2 separate regions of the Hordeum vulgare genome follow, and region 2 is linked to region 1. The links are chromatin contacts, called in public Hi-C maps. All regions are on one chromosome and are shown on one strand. Each heading gives the region's core, a stretch centred on a gene start, on an enhancer-like site or on the middle of the called end of the contact. The rest is flanking DNA. Distances are from core to core; before and after follow the strand shown.

Region 1 (2,872 bases), core at 244-2,743:
CCAGCCTAGCTGGGCCGGGCTAGCCTGTAGCAGCTGGGCCTAAGTGCCTAGTAGCTTTCTTCTTTTTATTTTTTCTTATATTTTTGTTTCTGCTTTCTTTTATTATTTTCTGCTTTATTTAATTCCAACAACTATTTCCTATAGAAAAAATTTGTGACATGGTCCAACACATATCTTACAGTATTTTGAATGACCACAAAAATAATTGGGCCCATTGAAATATGTTTGGATTTTTCCATGGAATTTAAGAGCACTTTTAAATGCAAAAATGACTTTGTTTTGATGGTGGGGGTCCACACCAACATCGAGGGTGATGTTGTTTTCCTTAATAATAATTGTTTTGGATTATTCCACAATTATGCAACATTTTTCCGATGCTGTTTGGGGAATTATTTTATTTCCATATAATTCAAGTGGCTTTTTACGTGGAATTTGAAAAGAGATATGAATTTCAACTTGATCATATCCAATTTAGCAAAATGATTTGTTGCTGATCATGGTCATCACTGTAACTTAATTACAATGCTCACTGTAGCAAAAGCTGAGGATGTCACAAGACCGGCATACCCGATTAATAAGCCACAATTCTTCACCTTTGAGGTAGCTCTAAAAGCTTTAATTTCACGTCAACCGATTATTATGATTTGTGCTCAGCAAAGGACCTACCTATTATTATGATTTTACACTACCGTTTTCGTTCACTGGTTATATATGTTGAGACTGTTAATATTTTTGTGATTTGCAGTTACTCACAATGGATTTCTGTTTGATTTTTTGGAGTTTCTGCAGGTGATACCTCAACCTTTATATGCAAGTGCCAAAAGATCTCAGGTTGTATATATTTCCTTTGAAATACCAGGTTGTGTCCTGTTCTGATGCTAGATTATCTGTATTTTAAGCTTTTTTTCAGGCATTGAAGCTAGATATGATGCATCAAGTGAAGAAGTTAGGATTCATTTCAGCTTGCTGCAACCTTCAAGTGAGCCCAATATTTCTCCTTGTCTTATGTTACTCCAAACATTTTTTTCCATTATTCCACTGAATACATTTGTTTTCAATTTTTTAATGGAGTGCAAGTAATGTGTATATTGTGTGTGTTTTAATATTTTTGCAGCTATATATATATATATAATTTTAATATAAAAAGCAATTTATAAATTATTCGGTTAGTCGTGCATTACATGTGCATGCTAACTAGTATATATATATATATATATATATATATATATATATATATATATAGAGAGAGAGAGAGAGAGAGAGAGAGAGAGAGAGAGAGAGAGAGAGAGAGAGAGAGAGAGAGAGAGAGAGAGAGAGAGAGAGAGAGAGAGAGATCAAAAAAAATTGTGTGACGTTTGCAAGTTACTAGTACGTAGATGCTCTAACCCGACGTGGCAAACACGGTCCGACCGGACCAAACCGTCACGCGGCTCGTCCAGTCCCACTCCCACTCGGCCGGCCGGAAAGAAACCAAACTAACAAGAAAGAAAACATGTCCACATCACGGGCGGCCAGCCAGCCAGCCAGCCACGACGCCCCTCCATTTCTCCCCACTGCCCCGACCTCCCCGCACGCACGCGCGAGCATCTCCAACTCCGCCTCCGTCCCCGCCCCTGCCTCCGATTCCACGCCTCCTCTGCGCGCGCCAGATCCGGCCGGCGCCCCGCCTCCTCTGGCCGCCGCTGGCCGGCGGCAGGCGTGTCGCGGCGGGCCTGCCCTCGCCGCGCGCTTGACCACAGAGAGATCGCTGTCGCCGTCCACTGCGGGGCCCGAGAGCGCGAAGGTGGGGTTGGCTACGGCCCGCTGAGCGAGCGAGGGCAATGGCGCGGCGGTGGCGGCCGTCGCACCTGGTGTTCGTCGCGGGGGTGGCCTATCTCATCCTCATCTCCCTCAAGTTCCGCCGCGTCCTCGACCTTGCCACCGCCGACCTTGCCGCCGTTGACTCCGCTTTCTCCTCCCCATCATCCACCGACCACCTGCCACCTCTCCTACCAGGGAGCTCCTCCTCCCCTTCCAATGCCACCCTGTTCCAGGTCCAGCCCTTCTGGCACCGATACGACCGCGTTTCCCTCCCCGACATCGCCGCTCGCAACCGCTCCGTCCTCGACCGCATGGCCGACGACGCCTGGTCGCTCGGGCTCACCGCCTGGGAGGACGCCGCAGCCTTCTCCGGGGACCCCTGGGAGCTCGCCGCCGTCGACGCCGCCTCCACCGACAAGTGCCCCGCCGCCGTCTCCGTGCGCGCGCGCGGGAGGGTTGTCTTCCTGCCCTGCGGCCTCGCCGCTGGCTCCGCCGTCACCGTCGTCGGCACGCCCAGGCCAGCGCACAAGGAATACGTACCGCAGCTCGCCAGGATGCGCCAGGGGGACGGGACCGTGCACGTCTCGCAGTTCATGGTCGAGCTGCAGGGCCTGCGCGCCGTTGACGGCGAGGACCCGCCCAGGATACTGCACCTCAACCCCAGGCTGAGGGGGGACTGGAGCCAGCGCCCCATCATCGAGCACAATACCTGCTACCGGATGCAGTGGGGCTCCGCCCAGCGCTGTGACGGCTTGCAGCCCGAGGACAATGACGACAAGGGTACATCCTTCTCCTTCTTCGGCAATCCTAGCTTGGACCTTAAGATGTTCTTTCCTGAGTGAGCAGCTCTTGTTATTTGTTACTAGTAATGTGGTTAAGATTAATTAGTATTGCATTGTCAAATTAGTGCAGAGGTAAATCAATTGCATTGCCAGCCTAATGCCATATTGCCATGTTTCTGTTTACAGTTTACTAGTAAACCATTACAGCTGCTATAACGTACCATTACCAACTGGCCATTATAACTCCTTGCACAATCTAACCCATGGAATGTTCCTATTTACAGCATTAA
Region 2 (2,872 bases), core at 204-2,703, 930 kb before region 1:
GAACAGAATTTGGAGCAATCAATATGGCACATTTAGTGCTCAACATGTGCAGCTCCAACAAGTACCGAACATAAGAACGACCGGGAACAAAAGTCAGGTGATATTTCTCAAGGAAGGGGGCAATAAATGCTAATCCAGGACAAGCATTCTGCACGGTGACCATCTATTTACCCACCACTGCCTTGATCTCAATAACACCCAAAAATGGTACTATAAAAGGTAGGTTCCATTTTTTCCACGAACAGATGAAGTCCTCCAACACGGTATGCGCATCGAATGCATCGAAGTGACAGTCTTAGCATAATGATATTGATTAACAGGCTGTCTTTGGATAACTGGTAGGGAGTCCTCCCAGAGAGTTGCGTCGGCTTAAAAACAAAAACGTTTGTAGTTTTCCTAGCTGGCCTGGGCTCGATGTTTTGATTAGAGCCTTCCATCCAGAAGGAGTTGGTTAGCATATTATAATCAGTACCACAGATGAAGCCAACAGGAAGAGGTTGGGCCATGGCCGCATGGGAGCTTCTAGTACACACACATGTCACCTATTCAATTATTTTCCCACTTTCTGAAAGTACTAATGGCACATTTCCTACAGTGTCAGTTATGGCAGCAAACTGAGCAAGTAATGAAAACATTGCACGGATTAAAAGGTGTAGCAACTCTAATAAGATGTTAAAATTGTCATCTGCAACCATGAGGAACTGTGTAACTGTGCAGGTTAGACATGTCAGAGGATCATGTTGGGGGGAATGAAGAGAGAAAGAGAGAAGCTGTTCATACCAGTCTTGGCCCTGCTTCCTGAACACATCAGCCCTTGATCCCAGCTTGAGGCAGGCCATGTTAGTAGTCCCAGGTTCCTATGGATGCTGCACTACATGAACGAGGCAGCCGGTTGCTTGGGATCAAAGGCAGAGAGATTCCGCCGGCCCCCCGCACACACTGGAACCAAATCCTCGAGAAACTGAGGAAAAGAAAAGAAAAGGAAGCCACTTTCCCCACGCACGCACGCAAAACCTCAATCTAGCCCAAAATCCCCCGAGACGATGTGGAAGGCGAGGAGCGTCCAGACTACGCGGAGAGCCGACACGAGATTGCAGACCCGCCAGTGAAGAGGAGAGGGAAGGAGAGGTTCCGGCGACCTCTGGAGACGTGGAAAAGAAGGGCCGGCCGGACCTTTGGATAATTGTGACGCCTAAACCCACCCGCCGCGATGGATTGTCCCGCCCAAGATCCCGACTCGACGAAGGTCCGGGAAGAAGAAGGTGAGGAAGAGAGGTGGATGACCAGTGGTGCCGCCGGAGGAGGGGGAGGAAGGTTTGTTGGTTTGTTTGTTTATGATGAGGAGGAGGAGGGTGGGGGAGTAGGAATGTTGTGGCAGGCAGGGAAGGGGATCCAAGAACATTCTCTTCTTTGGCTGGGTGTACTGGACTTGGACTACTAGTACCACTGCTGTGGTGCGGATTTGGGTGGGCTTCACAGCTTCCTATGGAGAAAAGGACACCCAACGGGAAGGAAGGAGAGGAAGGCAGCCAGGCTGTGGGCCCAGAGCCGGCAGGCCCAGAATCCACTTTGGCTGCATTATAGTATTTCTATCTTTTTTAGGGACCAATCTATTCATCGTCAGTCAATCGTACCACTACAACGAGCCCGAAAAGTAGTAAACACTATATTCAATTTTATAGATCATCTAACGACGACTACAAGAACTGAATCGAACCGAATATGCGTCGCTGTTATTGCCCCTTCATCGTCAGATTCGTGCAAAACTTGTTGGAGTAGACAATAAGGAAGTCGTCGTGCTAAGACTTCATAGGACCAACGCACTAGAACATCAACCACCTCGATGAAGAGACACATAGATCGGACGGATCCAACCTCAAGACACACGGACATAGACAAATGAAGACCGGATCTGAGCAGATTCACCAAAGGTTACCATCGATTGGATCCTTTGTGTGTGAGCCTCCGACACCCCTACCCTACCTGTCAGCCAGGGAGAACAAGACAAGCCACGGACCGGATGAGTCAGGCGGCCCAGCACACGCTACACGGGCCAAGAATGGGCCAGCACGGTCCAATCTACTACTTAAGCCAGCTACCACGACGGGTCGATCATCTAGTGAATGAGGCAACACCCATGCGGCGGCAACCCTAGTTCTTGTGTTCTAGTTAGCCTCCCTCGATTCCCAGCTTCTCCAAATTCGTGTGATCGGTCTATATTGCTACTACTTTAGAGAGTGAATAGATCGAATTGCCACTACCTTCCATCGCTACTCTAACATCTGGTATTAGAGACCAATTGTCCATCCCAATCCGTTCGTGCTGGCACATCTCGTCGAGACCAGAAGCTTGCGTCAAGGTCTTTCATGGTTGGAAGCCATGGATCCCAACATGTTGGCCTTCGACGAGCTGCTGGCTTGGTGGCCGGATCTAGAGCACCGCGTGGCAAGTCTTGGCGATGCAGTCGCGGCACCGCAGCTGGCGCAACCGCCTCCTTGCAAAGCGGGGAAAGAGGATCAAACAACCCACGCGCAACAACATCCCCTGCCTGCAATAGAGGACGTCTGCACCGGTGAGGGACAATAGCTCAGGTGCGACTTCTTTCCATCGAATTGGAAGGAGTGTGACGTTTTTCGACATAATAGCTCTCGTGCGACGGTTTAAAGGAAGAAAATAGCTCACGGCCACATATGCGTTAAAACCTTAGTCAACTAGTCCAATTTGCGTTAAGACATGTCCTAACTAATTTGCCCCCAAATTAATTAGCACCACATCCCGTCAAACTGCCCGACCTGAACTGTTCGAAACTGCCCGCGCTCCATTCTTCAGCTCCCGCGGCGGCGGCGGCGGCGGCGGAGCCCTCTTTCTCGGC

The links. Hi-C and Micro-C count contacts between places; a contact is called where the count stands out from the background.
Region 2: a contact with region 1 is called in a Hi-C map of leaf, with 7 times the contacts expected there. The contact joins the promoter of LOC123412896 here to the promoter of LOC123410184 in region 1. A contact is called at or near these places in 3 of 6 Hi-C or Micro-C datasets (leaf and seedling) and 1 of 1 datasets of contacts at active chromatin or transcription factors (embryo).

What each region holds. Positions count from the first base shown.
Region 1 is chr7H:405,377,035-405,379,906 of MorexV3_pseudomolecules_assembly, reverse strand. LOC123410184 (hydroxyproline O-galactosyltransferase GALT2) reads left to right here and starts at 1,493. Exons shown (of 7, transcript XM_045103082.1): 1 at 1,493-2,580. The coding sequence starts at 1,821.
Region 2 is chr7H:406,308,978-406,311,849 of MorexV3_pseudomolecules_assembly, reverse strand. It overlaps LOC123412896 (BTB/POZ domain-containing protein At1g30440-like), which reads right to left and starts at 1,453. Exons shown (of 4, transcript XM_045105856.1): 1 at 781-1,453. The coding sequence starts at 839.